Linked DNA regions of Sus scrofa: regions 1, 2, 4 and 5 are each linked to region 3. The links are chromatin contacts, called in public HiChIP or PLAC-seq maps. All regions are on one chromosome and are shown on one strand. The core of a region is the stretch at or near the end of the contact, and the rest is flanking DNA. Distances in the headings are between cores, read along the strand shown.

The links. HiChIP or PLAC-seq counts read pairs in DNA pulled down with a chosen protein or histone mark.
Region 1: a contact with region 3 is called in an H3K27ac HiChIP or PLAC-seq map of alveolar macrophages. The contact joins the promoter of SYNGR4 here to the promoter of RPL18 in region 3. A contact is called at or near these places in 1 of 5 promoter capture datasets (fetal liver), 4 of 47 Hi-C or Micro-C datasets (blood, liver and subcutaneous adipose tissue) and 2 of 2 datasets of contacts at active chromatin or transcription factors (alveolar macrophages and skeletal muscle).
Region 2: an H3K27ac HiChIP or PLAC-seq map of alveolar macrophages shows a contact between it and region 3. The contact joins the promoter of FTL here to the promoter of RPL18 in region 3. A contact is called at or near these places in 1 of 47 Hi-C or Micro-C datasets (liver) and 2 of 2 datasets of contacts at active chromatin or transcription factors (alveolar macrophages and skeletal muscle).
Region 4: a contact with region 3 is called in an H3K27ac HiChIP or PLAC-seq map of alveolar macrophages. The contact joins the promoter of CCDC114 here to the promoter of RPL18 in region 3. A contact is called at or near these places in 1 of 5 promoter capture datasets (fetal liver), 1 of 47 Hi-C or Micro-C datasets (fetal heart ventricle) and 2 of 2 datasets of contacts at active chromatin or transcription factors (alveolar macrophages and skeletal muscle).
Region 5: an H3K27ac HiChIP or PLAC-seq map of alveolar macrophages shows a contact between it and region 3. The contact joins the promoter of KDELR1 here to the promoter of RPL18 in region 3. A contact is called at or near these places in 1 of 5 promoter capture datasets (fetal liver) and 1 of 2 datasets of contacts at active chromatin or transcription factors (alveolar macrophages).

The regions. Positions count from the first base shown.
Region 1 is chr6:53,782,657-53,785,545 of Sscrofa11.1, forward strand. SYNGR4 (synaptogyrin-4) reads left to right here and starts at 1,508. Exons shown (of 5, transcript XM_021094669.1): 1 at 1,508-1,581. The coding sequence starts at 1,534. TMEM143 (transmembrane protein 143) reads right to left here and starts at 1,687. Exons shown (of 7, transcript XM_013998565.2): 1 at 1,497-1,687; 2 at 923-1,163. The coding sequence starts at 1,663.
Region 2 is chr6:54,229,439-54,232,502 of Sscrofa11.1, forward strand. FTL (ferritin light chain) reads left to right here and starts at 1,683. Exons shown (of 5, transcript NM_001244131.1): 1 at 1,683-2,035; 2 at 2,202-2,348; 3 at 2,703-2,828; 4 at 3,009-3,064. The coding sequence starts at 1,934.
Region 3 is chr6:53,977,196-53,980,069 of Sscrofa11.1, forward strand. RPL18 (60S ribosomal protein L18) reads right to left here and starts at 1,486. Exons shown (of 7, transcript XM_021094700.1): 1 at 1,334-1,486; 2 at 36-122. The coding sequence starts at 1,336.
Region 4 is chr6:53,753,253-53,756,087 of Sscrofa11.1, forward strand. It overlaps CCDC114 (coiled-coil domain-containing protein 114), which reads right to left and starts at 1,256. Exons shown (of 15, transcript XM_021094655.1): 1 at 1,139-1,256; 2 at 1-263.
Region 5 is chr6:53,802,133-53,805,236 of Sscrofa11.1, forward strand. It overlaps KDELR1 (ER lumen protein-retaining receptor 1), which reads right to left and starts at 1,488. Exons shown (of 5, transcript XM_003127269.5): 1 at 1,141-1,488; 2 at 370-470. The coding sequence starts at 1,231.

The DNA of each region.
Region 1 (2,889 bases), core at 258-2,757, 190 kb before region 3:
TGAGCTGTGGTGTAGGTTGCAGATGTGGCTCAGATCCCGCATTGCTGTGGTTGTGGCTTAGGCCTGTGGCTACAGCTCTGATTCGACCCCTAGCCTGGGAACCTCCGTATGCCATGGAGGTGCCCCTGAAAAAAAAAAAAAAAGAATCCAATTGCAGTAGCTTAGTTCACTGCGGAGGTGGGGGTTCAATCTCCACCTGGTGAAGCTGGTTAAAAGATCCAGCGTTGCTTCTCAGATTGGGAACCTCATACTGCAGGTGCAGCCATATAATTTAAAAATATATATATATTAAATGAATGAATGCCAATCCAGAGTAATCACAAGTATAATGGTGATGGTGGGGTAAGCGCTTAAGCTCTTAGGGTCAAGTAAGTGCCTACTTGTCTCACCCTAGTCCCCACTCTGCTTAGGAGTCAGACCACTTCAGTTCAAATCTTGGCCACTAGTCATGACCTTCGGTGAGTCACTTCCCTTCTCCTGCTTCAGTTACTTCATTTTAAAATGGGAAGATGGTGATACCTCTCTTATTGGGTTGTTCAGTATTTCCATAATACATGGAAAATGCTTAGCACAGGGCCATACAGTAAGAGCTCAAACAGTGGATATAATAACTATTATTAGGTGGTAATAATGATGAGGATGATTATTAGACCTGTTTTGAAGAGGGAAAAACCATGCCCTGGGGAGTGCTTGTTCAAGCCCTCAGAACAAGCTAGAGTCTGGAATTGCTGCTGCACCTGCATCTCAGAGGTCTGTCTCTTGCATTCCAAAGCACTCCACGCCCACCTGGGAGTATGACGAGGAAGGGAACTACAATTCCCAGGGGGCGCCAGGGCAGTCCTCTATAGCATGAAGGGCTGTATCGCCGCGAGGCCTGCCGGGAGTGGTAGTCCCCAGGCTCTTGGACCCGGGTGAGCTGTACCTGTATCAGGAGGCGGAGCAGCTGATCTTTGGAGAACGGGATGAAACGTTCGCGGTACTGCTGGGCCCAGTCGCGGGGCTCTGTGGGGTTCCACATCTTGCGGTACTCCCCCATCTTGACCGCCAGCGATGACAGGGCCCGGGGGTGCCCGAGGAGCGCGGGCAACAGGGGCCATATTCGGACCCTGGATCCCCAGACCCCCCGGGTCACATGCAGCATAGCCAGACCCTTTCCCCGCAGCCTAAAGGAGGGAAATGGGCAGAGGTCAAAGGTCATCGGGGGAAAAGCGTCCTCTCCACCTCTGTGTCCCAACCTCCAGGGGCCGTTTCTACCCCAGGCAGGGCGCAGTGCCAGTCCTCTCCCACACTGTTCAGTTGGCTTGAGTCCCAGGCTGGGGTCAGAGGTCTTAAGTCCTAGGGTGTTTTGCAGGCCCAGTAGCCCTGTTGTGGTACAACTGGTCTCTGCGGGGTCTAGGCGGCAGGTGGATCTTAAGGGCATAGGATATGCTCGGAAGGCTATATAGGGGTGCAGAGCCGCCCACCCCGATCATACAATCTTTCCCCATTTCCCTCACCTTAGCCAACGCTCGACTGTCATTGAGCCTCTTGCGCATGTGCAGAAAAGCGTTCTGGGCCTCCGAGGTTCGGCTTCAGTCCGCAGTAAGACGCATGCGCAAATCCTGGGTCTTGGAGCCGGGTGGGGGAACCATTTTTCTTCTAAGGACGCGTCTCGGTTGCGCATGCGCGACCCGTCACCTCCCTCTCTCGCCCTCCTTGGACTCGGCGCATGCGCCGAAGAAGTATCTCTTTGTCCGCAGACTTCCAAGGGGCGGGGCGAGCGCGAAGCTCCCGGGACTGCCGGGGATGGGCCGAGCTCCCGCGCGCAGCCTGCCAACGGCGGGCCGCCCAACGTCCTCTGAGGCCACGCCCCTGCCCCTGTCCGCTTCAGAGAAGGCGGGAAAAGAGAGGGGCGGGGCTTCGGCGCAGCCAATCAGCAGTGGAGGAGCGAAAAGGCGGGAAAAAGAGGAGCCCAAAGAAGTCTGAGGTGGCGCTAGGGACCAGGAGGGCAGGGTGAGCGGAAGGAAGAGCAGGCCTCCAGGTGACGCAGACCGGGCCTCCAGAGTAGAGGTGACTCTGTCAGGCAGCATCACCTCCAAAACTCACCACCCTTGAGCCCCAGCGTCCAGAGTCCTTAAAGGGAAGACCCCGATTCTCTGAAGGTAGCTTAGTGCCGGGGGCTCGGCCTCCTCATTCTGCGAGGAAGCTATTTGGAGCTCACGTTCCCCGCACATCTGCGGTCCGGACCCCCGATTTGAGGAAATGCACTTTTATGAAGATGGAACGAATTCTAAGGGGTAGCCCTGATTCTAAGGATATCACCCCAAATTACCAGGACAGCCTGAAATCTACCCTGAGATGCCTGGGATCTCCACTCGGGGGGCTGTCATCTCAAAGCCTGAAAGGGATCCCCCTGATTCAGACCTCCCAGGGGTTCTGATCTCCCAACACCCCTAATAAATCCCATTAACACAGGTCTTAAAATGGGTACTCTGGCTCCCGTGTCAAGGACATGACATCAACATCCCACCCTCTCCCCGCCCCTTCTCCCTGCCCCGTGCACCACCCTGCACCTCTGGGGCCCTAACAGCCCCCTCACCCCATAGCCTCCCCAGCCTGCACTCCTGACTCCTGGGACCACACCCCCAGCAGCCCTCTCACCCTGGACCCCTGCCTCTGGAATTCTCAGAAGCTCCCTCACCCTGCACCGCAATGCATGGGACCATCAGCCACCCTCTCATCCCGCGCCCTCACCCCTAGAACCCCCAACAGCTCCTTCACCCCACCTAACCCCATACTGGAACTCCTCCAGAACCCTCCATCCCATGCCCTCCTCTCCTGAGACCCTTGGCAGCCCCTTTACCCTGCACCTTGGACTCTAACCACCCCTTAATCCCTCTTGTCCATCAG
Region 2 (3,064 bases), core at 433-2,932, 250 kb after region 3:
GGGCCCTGGCCCAGGCTGCAGCCACCCCCGTGGAGATGAGGTCAGCGAGCCGGTCCCACCCCGCTCCTCTGCCGGCGCCCCTTCCTGCGCTGAGTTCAGCATGACTCAGCATGGCTGCTCTCCTGGCCACTGGCCCAGGCACCCCTGGAGGACCCCAGATACCAGCCTGGCTGGAGCCCCCTTGATCAGGGGGTGCCCTGCCTGGGCTGCTTGGAAAGGCTTCTCCGCGAGGCAGGCCCAGACCTCCCCCACCCGACGACCCCCAGCAGTTCCAGCTCCCCTGTCCCAGCCTCCAGCTGCCTGCATTAAGGGCGCCTAAATAGGGTCAAGTTCCTGTCTTTGTTTCTCCTTTCTCCCAACAACAAGGAGCTCCTTGAAGGCAAGAATCTTGGTATGAGCTGGCACTGCCACCCAGGCACCAACCTGGACCAGACACAATTTTAAAATGTCCCTTAGTTAAAGACAGACATCCCAGCCACCAGTCCTCAGCACCTGTCTCTGATCTTTTTGTTTGTTTCTTAGGGCTGGCACCTGTGGCATATGGAAGTTCCCAGGCTAGGATGTGAATCAGCTACAGCTGTGATCCGAGCTGGGTCTGCGACCTACACCACAGCTCAGGGCAACGCCAGATCCTTAACCCACTGAGCGAGACCAGGGACCGAACCTGAAACCTCATGATTCCTAGTTGGATAGTTTCTGCTGCGCCATGATGGGAACTCCCCCACCTCTGTGATCTTGAAGGAGCATGTGTCAGGCAAGACAGAGGCAGCTTCAGAGAGATTGCTTTGGAGCCAGGATATGCAACCTCAGAGAAACCTCCAAAGTTCCAATGTCCTTTCACCCCTTTCCATCTCAGCTCCCACAAAAACAGTGGGCTTTCAAAAAACCCCACAGGATTCCAAGTGGCCCAATCTTTTGAGGGCTCCCAAAGGGCTCTCCAAGAGCCCCCACCTCTTTAAGAAGATCCCACTAGGCTTCCAGAAACATCCCTCTCCCTTATTCCCAGGCTGAATCCCAGGGCTCTCCAACTGTCTCTTTTAATCTTGCAGATCACCTCAAGGGCCCAAGACTTCCCCCTGGAAGTTTCCATAAAAATAGGGACTTCCATGGTCTTCCGAATTCACTTTTGAGTGAACCCCAAGTCTCCAGGTGCCCCAGCCAACCCATTTCACAGAGAGCACCCTAAGTATCTAGAAATATCTCACAGCCTTCCAAACTTCCCAATGATCGAGGGCCCCCCCCAACCCGACCCCTTATCTCCCAGGGCAACCCCACTCCTCTGGACGTTTCTGCACCTCTGAGGAACCCCCAGGGCTCCAGAAAAGTCCTCGCTCTGACACAACCCCCGCATCCAACCTACTTTCCTGAGACATCCTCAGGAACCAAGAATCATTATTTTCCAGGGCTCCCAGTGCTCTCACTAATCTTTCACTACCAGGAAGTACCCCTAGAATTCTCTCACTTCCCAGATTTAGTCCCAGAACCCTTGCTCCCCATGAAACCCCCCATCCCGCGATTTCTCCTTTCACAACAACCTCGCGCTCAGAGCGCGTGACTTCCCTACCTCCGGGCGGGAGGCTGGGGCTCCTATCTGCTCCTGATTGGTCACGAGCGAGCTCCAAGTCCAGCCTCCCGCCCCCGCAGATTGGCTGACTCCTCTCCCCGACCGCCCCACTGCTCAGGTTCCCCGCGCGCTATAAAAGGAGCCGCCCTGGCCACAAACTCGCAGTGTGCTCGGCGGTCCCCCGGATCTGTCTCTTGCTTCAACAGTGTTTGGACGGAACAGACCCAGGGACGCCCCTTGCTCCAGCCTCCGACTACCCTCCAACCTTTTTTCCAGTCGCAACCTTCGGACTCCGCCTCTCAGCTATCTTCAGTCTCCGGGACCAGCCAACACCATTTTTTGAGCTTAGCTCCTTATTGCCGACCAGCCATGAGCTCCCAGGTTCGTCAGAATTATTCCACCGAGGTGGAGGCCTTCGTCAACCGCCTGATCAACATGCATCTGCAGGCCTCCTACACCTACCTCTCTCTGGTAAGGGTCCCCAAGATGCCCCCGGCCCAAGTTTCCCTTAGCTGCGCACCTCTGACCCTCTGCGCACGCGCTGGCCTTCTTTGTCCCACTGTGTAGTTGGAAGGCGGAGTCCGCAAGCCCGGCCTCGCCTCCGGCTAACCATTGTTCACGCCTTCTCTTCCCGCAGGGCTTCTATTTCAACCGCGACGATGTGGCTCTGGAGGGCGTGAGTCATTTTTTTCGCGAATTGGCCGAGGAGAAGCGCGAGGGTTCGGAGCGTCTCTTGAAAATGCAAAACCAGCGCGGTGGCCGCGCCCTCTTCCAGGACGTGCAGGTAAACAGTGTGAGCAGCGGACTACGATTCCCAGCGGCCCCTGCGCTTGAAGCCCTTTGACCAGGGCTGTTCAGGCACGGCGTAGGCTTCTGGGAGATGGAGTTCAGTTTTGTGTGGGTGGTTGTATTACAGCTGGAAACGGAGGCGGGTTCAGTTCCCCCACGAAGTGGCGGTCCAGACCGCAGCGTGTGGTATCCTGGAGCGTAAGGTTGTGAGACACTGAGGGTGATCGATTTAAGCTCTTAGACGTTTTTTCGGCTTAAGCCCTAACTCCCGTCACTACTGGGAAATTAGTTTTTAGTCCTTTCCAGCGTGTGCGTGGTTAGTACTGAGCGGTCTCTGCCTTCCGTATAGAAACCATCTCAAGATGAGTGGGGTAAAACCCAGGACGCTATGGAAGCCGCCCTTCACTTGGAGAAGGGACTGAACCAGGCTCTTGTGGATCTGCATGCGCTGGGTTCTGCCCGCGCAGACCCCCACGTGAGTATCTCCATTTTCTCCCTATCCATCCCAAGACCTTTCCTGGCAGGAAGCCTGCATCTTGAGTTAATAGTTAACCTTGGCCACGTTTGATTGGGCTCATTGCCTTCTGAGCCTCCCTCCCCCATCCATCACATTGTTAGATTTACAAATGGTAACATTTTCTCTTCTATCACTCAGCTCTGTGACTTCCTGGAGAACCACTTCCTGGATGAGGAGGTGAAGCTCATCAAGAA
Region 3 (2,874 bases), core at 236-2,735:
GTGGCCTTGTCTAAGGGTCTCAGGCCCAACCTCACCTTGACCAGCAGCCTCAGGTAGATGTCCTGGCTCTTGGGCTCCTTGCGTCGAACCTTTCGGTCCTTGTTGTGGCGGATGTCAACTCCCTGCAGGGGTGAAGGGAAGACCATGAACCCAGCCCTGACTCGATCCTCACCTCACAAACATTCTCAATGAGCCCTTACCTCTGAGCAAGAGCTAATGCAGTCTCTGGAGACAACGAACTCCAATCTGACACTCGGAGAGCTCTGGGAAAAACCACTTAACCCCCTACCCAATGACCCCTTTGTAGAAAAAAACTAATTCAACATAAGCCTTCAGCACATGACACACAGCACACACCCTGAAAGACCTCAACAAAGGAGCCACACTGACTCAAATTTTTAGTTCCAAAGAACTAAACTGTGTTTTCAGGGATGTATTATTTAAGCACCCCAAACTCACTCCGAAAAAGCAGAACCAAAATCACTTAAACCAAAGGCAGACTTAAAAAGGTATTACGGTATCAATGAACTTTTTTTTTCAGTAATCCGTACAAAACTACTTCTAGGACTTTTCTTATACTATCTCCTTGAATCCAACAATCTTTTATGAAGTTAGTTTCCCACTTTAGCGCTAAAAAAAAACTGAAAGCAGCCTACGATTTCCACTACAGCCCCTGCCTACTTGCCTAAAGAGGTTTTTTTTTGTTTACTATGCTATTAACTGGAAAGAGGTATTTGACCACTGATACCTCCAGCACTTAATATACGCAAAAGCCTACAACAAGCACACTTCCCGGGACTTATTTCTTCCCAAACTCACATCTGTGAGACATAATTACTGGGCCCCCAATGATAAAGTCAAGATGCTTTCCCCGCACAGAAATGATACGTTGGGCAGTGAATTGAGATTCGAATCGAAGCCTGCCTGGTCCCCACACCCAGGCACCAGACGCTCAGCAACTCCCCCAGAACCCAGCTTTCCAGGCCGGGGAGTGACAGGTCCAAGGGCAGCACAGGCAAGAGTGGCTGTGGGATCAGCGCCTGGGTCCGAATTCTGACTCCGCTCTTTATTGTCATTACGTTACCGGTCATATTTAACTCCCTTACCCCTCAAGTTGGTCATGTACTCAATGGGAACCATAAAAGAATACGGGAGGACGAGAAATTGACGACTCCCATTTCTGCTCTTCAAGCCCCCAAAATAGCTCCCCAGCCCGGGAGTCGCTTCCTTTGGACACCCTGGGACCCCTGCCTCCCTCTGGAACATCCTCGGTCCCAGACCGCAGCGGATGGCAACGGATGATCAATGCCCAAACTCCGCAAAGCGCGCTCACCATGATGGCGCCTCCTCCTTAGCCAGGTCCGGAAAGAGAGACAGGGAGCTAGGGTGGGCGGGGAAAGCCGTCAGTGAAGGGCTCGTACGTGACGTCACATGGACGCGACGCGGCACTCTACCGCGACGCCCGCCCTCTCTATGGTGATCGGAGGACCGGCTAGATAGACGCCTCCGGAATTGGGTGTCGGTTCCCTGGTCCCTAGGAGGGAAGGGTCTGTACGTCGGGGCCTCTCTGGCCATATCCAGTCTCTGTTCTCGATAGTCTTCCGGAAGAAAGGGCGCTGGGAACGAGGGAGATGTCGCGCAGAAGTAGGAAGACGCGTCGTGCGTTGACGCTCTGGCCCGACGCCGACGGCCTCTCGGTGGCTCCCGGAGGACCCAGCGGCCCGAGTCTTGGAGGTGAGGAGGCGGGGCTGGCGGGACCAGTCCGGACGTAGGGAACCGTCTGACCCCAATCTTTGAGCGTTTCCTTATCGGGTTCACCTCTGCCTTGTCTCGTGCCGCGCTTGCCAGGCGCGGCCGCAGCTTGAGAAGTCTTGCTTGAGGTCTAACCCGAGATCTTCTTGCTGCAGTCCTGTCTGTGGCATCCGGTGTTTCCACCTTTTAGGTTCAGCTTCACCCTCTTCTCCCAGATGGCCCTTCCTTAACCCCTCCTCAGCCTCTGCCACCCGGAGGCTGCTTCTCCCAGCCAGAGAGTTTCAAGTGGCCCAGCGGGTTCGGTATGAGGGATGTGCACGGTACTGGAGCGCAGAGGAGGCAAGCTGAGGCTGCGGGCTGGGGCGACGCGGTGGAGAGAAAAAAATTCCTGAAAAAGAAAAGTGGAGAGAATTAGAGAGAGGGAGACCGAGATTCAGAGGAGGGAAGGAATGGAGACCCAGAGGGGAGTGGACAGAGACGGAGGGTGGGGGAAATAATGACGGGAGGTGGGAGGATGTTAGAAAGAGAGGGAAGATGGAGGTCTAGGGAGAAGCAGAGACAAATTCAGTTCCTTACTAAGCATAAGACCTTGGGCAAAACCTTTTTTTGTGTATTACTTTCCTTATTTGCAAGAAGGGGATGATAATAGGCCTGGCACATGGAGTGTTTTCTAGCATTATATAAGTTAGTTTAAATGCTTGGGACAATGCTTTGTACTTCTAAGCGCTGAGTTAACAATTAGCCTCTAATCCTGTTGGCTCTCACTGGGGAGGTGGAGAGGACCAGATGGACTGGTTGGGGCAATGAGGAAGCTGACTTGTCCATTCTTGTCTTCCTCTTCTGGGAAGCCCTGCCCCTTGGGCCCCCAGCACTTGGGGCTTGGCCTCCTCTTCTCTGCCCTTAATACTCCTACTTATTCATCTCTCCTCCCCAGAGCCACAGGCCAAGCCTGGACCATGATGCCTGACTCCTTGCCCATACCACCCTCCCATGGCCTCCCAGCCGGGGCCACGTTGATGTTGTAACACAGCAGGGGGCCTGCAGACGAATGGATTCCTTAAAGCAGAAGAGGAGCACGATCAGGTAAGGGTCTATCTGCAAGTCAAGATAACCATACCTTGG
Region 4 (2,835 bases), core at 6-2,505, 220 kb before region 3:
GGGCATCTCTCAGGCCTCTTGCCATGCCCCTCCCGACCTCCCACCTCTCACACTCTCTGTCTTGCGTCGCGGCTCTGATTCTGGCGCGGGGGACAGGTCCTCTAGGCTCTCGGTATCTCTGATGGGGGCGGTTTGGGGAGGCGGCTCACAGAGGAAGGAGAACCACCCCACCCCCGTCGGCTGAGGGGAGCGAGGCCGGTCCCTACCTGCCGGAGTGCTGGACCTGTCCTGGGTACTCCAAGCTCAGTGTTGTGGTCTGGTTACTGGGGAGATAAGAGACCAATGAGGCCTGGGGACAGCAGCCGGGGAGGGACCAAGGCCACAGAAGAAAGCCGTGGGAGGGGCGGCTGGGGAGGAGGGGCTAGGAGGCCGCGAGGAGACCTGCGGGGAGCTCGGGTGCTGTGAACAGATGTGCTAGGGGAGCCCAGCAAGCGGCGGGACTGGAGGGCTGAGGGGGCGGGGCTCTAGGCCTTACGAGGGGCGGGGCTGGAGGCCTTGCGAGGGGCGGAGCCGTAGAGGCCTACGATGGGCGGGGCTGGAAGGGCCTCTGAGGCGAGGCCGGCCTGAGGGTGTGGGCTTCAGGGCTTGCGAAGGAAGGGCAGGGCTGGAGGGGCCCAAGAGGGTTGTGGCTGGGGGACCTTGTGAAGGCAGGGACGCAGATACCGGTGCAGGGCGGAGCTTCGGGGCCCTGAGGGAGGGGTGCAAGGATACCTGTAAAGGGCGTGGCTGCGGGCCTTGTGAAGGGTGGGGCTTCGGGGGCTGGTGAGGGGCGTGGTTGGAAGAACACGTGAGGGGCCTGGTGGGAGGGCGCAGGAAGTACGCGGATTCCAGAGCTTGTGGTAGACAGGGCTAACTAGGAGGCACTCAGGCTTGGAAAGCTTGGGGGAGGTCCTGATGGTCTGTTGGGGTCGTCAGGGGCGCGATGTGTGTTTCCGGGAGGGGATATCTGAGCCAAAGGAGTCTGTGGAGGCGGGGCTGGGAGGGAAACGTCTGGAAGGTTTTGGAGCTGGGCCAAGGTGTTTCGGGATGGGGCGCGAGAGATGCGCGTCTTCAGATGATTAAGATCACGTTATTTTGAGGATTCATTAGCAAGGTGGCGGTGCCGATGCTGGGAGTTGCTAGGGGAAGGAGCGCTCACCACTGCCTCAGGTCCTCGAAGCGGCGCACTACGCATGCGCGGCCAACGGCCTCGGGAAAGGCAGCCAAAACCCCTCAACCACTTAAGAGGTCCGCGCACTGAGAGGCGGAAGTGGGCGGGGTCTAGGGCGCTCTGTGTTGTCCCGCTTTCCGGCCCCGCCCTGTGGTCACGCCCCCTCGCGCCACAGGGCACGCCCCCTTGACGGCAGGCTGCTGCCCACGTGGGCCTCCTCCAAGCGGGAGGGCAGTGGGCGCAGCTCCCTGCAGGCTGGGTGTGTCTGACGCCTGCGGTTTCCTGTGGGAGGAAGCGACCCGCTGGCGCTCAGCTCGTGGCCTTGGAGGCCCAGATAGGGGAGATCCCACCACGAGTCCCTTGAGTTTCCCCCCTTCTACAGGATCCTAGCATGGGGGACCCCCGCCTGGAACATCCCCAGGGTACCCAACTCCGGCGCTGATTCCACTCAGGGAACTTGATTCAGAGGTCTAGCCTCCTGTTCTCCACTTCCTCCCGCTCAGATTTTCATTTCCCTAGCCCCTGGTTCCCAGACTCCTCCCAGGACCCAGGTCCAATCCAATTTACCTCCACTCCAGGAAGAGCATGGGATCTCAGGTCTCATGTTTCCTCCAGTGACCCAGACTTTCTAACTTATTCAGGGCCTGAGTTCAGACCCCCAGTCTCTGTTCTTCTCCAAGATGTAAGATGGAACTACTTATCCCCCCCCCATTTTATTTAGTATTTTCATTTTGTACTCCCAACTTTTTAGCCTTGGGCCCAATGGACCCAAGAATTTGCCACTTCCCCAAATCCTAGAGACCTTGATCTCAGGTCTCCCAGTACTGAATCCACTCAGAGCCCCAATGACTAGCATCACAAGCACTTACCACAGTGCTTACTATGTGCCAGTCACTCCTCTAAGAACTGCTCTGTGATGTATTTACTATTATTATACCTATTTTACAGACAGAAACTGAGGCATAGCAAAATTAGTAACTTGCCCCCAAATCACAGTTAATGAGTCAAGCAGCTTTTATTTGAATCTAGCCAGTGTGTCTCTATAGAGTCTGTGCTACAGTGGTACCCAGCTTCCAGGTCTCCCGGGTTACTGGACCGCCCCTCCCTCACACCTTCAAGGAGCCCAGATGACCAGCTGCTTTCGGTCTTCTAGTTGTGGCCCCATCATATACCCAGACATCCCCTCATCCAGTTCCCTTCCCTTGGAGGGACCCAGGATTTTCAGTTCTCCAGCTTTCACTCCACATCAGAACCCCAGGCACCTAGTTCCCTTGTCCTTGCCAACACCCAGGTACACCCAACAGCACCCAAGCCTGCCAAGAGACCCAGGTACATAGTGGTCATCACCTCCCATCCCAGCACAGTAACCCAAGAATAAATAATAATAATATCATTATTATTATAGTTTACATTAAGTCCCTGGTACTGCACTTCTGTTTAAAACCCTCCAATGGTTTCCCACTGCACTTAGAATAAAATCCAAACTCCTCCTCTGGGCTTCAAGGGCCTCTTTGATTTCCCTTCCTACCACTCCCTCTAGCTCCCTACGTTCTAGCCACACTGGCCCTTCTGTCTGCTCCCCAAACAACCTGAGCTTGTTCTCAAAGGCCTGTGCACTTCCTCCCCCCACCCCCCGCCAGCATTCAAATGACTCCTGCCTTCAAGTCTCAGCTTAGATGTCACCT
Region 5 (3,104 bases), core at 238-2,737, 180 kb before region 3:
TTGAGGAGGGAGCATTAGCTCAATGCACAGGACGAGAGCCCCCAGGAGGCTTAGACCCAGGAGTCCGGACCCCCTAGCCCCTCCTCCCTCAGACCCAGGAGTTCTAGCCTCTGTCACTTCCTCCCTCGGACTCAGCAGTCTGGACTGCCAGCCCCTCCTCCCTTAGACCCAGGAGTTCCAGCCTTGTCACCTCCATCCTCAGACTTGGCAGTCTGGACCCCCAGCCCCTCCTCCCTCAGGCCAGGAGCCCTAGCCCCCCGTTGCTTCCTCCCTCGGACTCAGCAATCTGGGACCCACGTTCTCCCCTCCCTCCGACCCTCCCCTGGCTCCCCGCCTCAGAAAGGCCCAGCAGGAGGGCCAGAGCCTCACCTTCATGCACGTGTTGTAGAGGGAGATGTAGTTGGTGAAGAGGTCCAGGTATCGGGCAGTGAACACCACAGCAAACAGGACCTGGCTCTTCCCCGAAATCCCTGTGGTCCAGAGAGACGGGGGTGCAGGGAGGCTGGAGGTGGGCTGCACGGGCCATAAACCAAAGCCCAGAGCCCTGGATGAGCCCAGAGGCGGCTCTGGAGTGCAGCTGTCCCTGGAGGCCTCCCCAGCCGCGGCCTGAGCAGGGCCCTTTCCCACGGCCCACAGCCAGGGGGCAGCCCGGCCCCAAAGCTACTCCAGCCCGAGGCTCTGTCCCAGGCTAGGCCTCACCACTACCTCTGGCCCCCTCAGGGTCCTCCCACAGTCCAGACCTCAGATGGGGCCTCCGGAGGGCCCCACTTGTCCTCAGCTTTCCCGAACAGGTCGCCAATCTCCCGCTCTCTTTCTGGCGGCTACAGTCCACGTCACCAACTCCCAGCCACCTCCCTGCCTGCCACAGCTCCCTGTTCCCAGCCCCGGGAACTCCAAGGCCACCCAGATAGGGGCCGGGGGAAGCTGAATTGAGTTCCTGGAGCCACCCCCACCAAATTGGATGCACCCCCAGTCTAGAGAAAGAAGCTGACCCCCTGGTGACCCTGGACCTGGAAGGGGGATCCCCAGCAAGCAGTGGCGGGGAGGGACCCGTCCCCCTTATGCCCCCAAACTCATCCCCGCGTCCTGGGATGTCCCCCTCACTCTGCCCCCCTTCTCCGGCCCCGGTGGGCGTCTCACCGGCACACGAGCGGGACTTCCAGATTTTGAGCAGTAGCAAGATGATGGCTAGGAGGTGGGAGAGGTCTCCCAGGAATCGGAAGAGATTCATGGTTGGGGGGATCTGGCAGGGCTGGGCTGGAGGGAGGCAGACTGGCGGGGGGCTGCCCCCCGGGGCTGCTGTTCTGGCGGCTGGGCTGGGGGCCGGGAGAGATGCCCTCGGGTGGGCTCGGCTCCGGGGAGGGGGCTCAGGGAGGGGGCGCCGAGGCCTGAGCTGGTGGCAGAGCTGGAGCTAGGAAGAGGGAGGAGGGCGGGAGGGGGAGGAGTCCGGGAGGGAGGCTCCGCCCCCGAGGGAGGTGTCCCGGCTCTCCGGCGCCCCCTACCCCGCTCCTCCCGCGTTGCAGAGTTGCCGCCGAAGGTACCCCCACCGCGGCCTCCTAGGAACTGGCGGGGTCGCTGGGATCTGAAACTCCCAAATCCGGCACCTGTTTCCCAGGGAATCTACGCCTCGGTGAAGGTCGCAGCCCAGCCGCCCAGTTTTTGTCCTTGACAGCGATTTGGGAGACAGGTCTCTGAGCTTTAAAAATCTGAGACACGGACACAGCGACTGGCCTTTCGCGGCCTTCCAGCTCCAATCCACCCAAAGGGCAAGAAAGCAGACCCCCTTAGATCCAGGAGTCCAGGTCCCCAGCCCCTCCCTCTTCCGTTCCACTCAAGAGTTCAGCTCCCCTTCCTTGGGACATAGGGTCCCACCCAACGATCTTGTGTCTCAAACATCCTAGAGACAGAAATCCAGATGCACAATCCCTCCCTCTGGAACCCCCAAGTTCAGGCCCCCGATCTCTTCTTTTTCAGAAATGGAGCTTTTACTCCTGCTTTCCCAGACCGTGGGGTCAGTAGCCTATAGCCCTGCCTCCAGCACCCCCTTCAGAATTGCCCTTCACAGGCGCACACTCACACTCTCAGGGGCCCAGGTGTCCCATGCTACACTCCACCCCAGCCCTTTAAAGAAGCACTGGGCCTAACCTCTCCAGCAGGAGGGGCAGGAGCTGGGCAGCTGGTCTTGAGGGACCCGGGGGTGGGGGCAGGCTGTGTCTCGGAGGGGACACACACTGCTTTCCTTCTGGATGTGTGCGTACCCATGGGCGATGGATGCCAGGTCCCTCAATAAAAGAAGAGCTATGGAGTATCCATTTGCTGGATGGATTGGGTGCCTGGGGTGACATCCATGAGTCTTGGATTTGTGGCCCCTGTGTGTGGTTTATACTAGGGAGTCCATTTGTCTGAGCACCTAAAAGGGATCCAGGGCTGGAGGAGGGGCTTGGATTACCAGGTACCAGGGGAGAAGGGGGCCATGGGCTTAGACTCTTGGGTCTGAGGGAGGAGGAGTCCCAGGTTTCAGCGATGAGGAGACTGGAGGCCTGGACTCCTGAGTCCTGGGGGGGGGGGGACTCGAATTTCGGGGTCTGAGAGAGGAGGGGCCTGGCAGCCTGGACTCCTGGCTTCATGATGGAGACCTAGTTTCCAGGCCTGGCCTTCTGGGGCAACGGAAGCCAAAAGATGGGTCCTGGTGTGGCGGAGACGGAAGTCTGGGAACAGCCTCCTGCTTCGCAAGCCTCAGAGTGGAGAGGGGGCAGAGGGCGGCAGCCCCTGGGCCCTGGAGTCCGGGTCCAAATCTGATATCTCAGTGCCCAATCCTGAGTGCCTCCCTGCCTCCGCCTCCCCCCCCCCTTTTTGCAGCCCCTCACTCTCTAGTCCCAGGAAGAAGACAGAGGCTGGGAGCTTGGGGTGGGGGCGTACCCTCCTCCAGCCCTGGCAGGAGGAGGGGTCCCCAGGGAGGCAAAGAGGGGGGGCTGTGGGTCTCCTGGCAGGGGCGGACGGGGACTGAATGTTAATCGCAACCCGAGTGAGTGTGTGTGTGCGAGAACAGAGCGAGTGTGCGAGTCCCTCCCGCTCCGGTTCCTCCAAGCGGTGGCCGCCGCCAC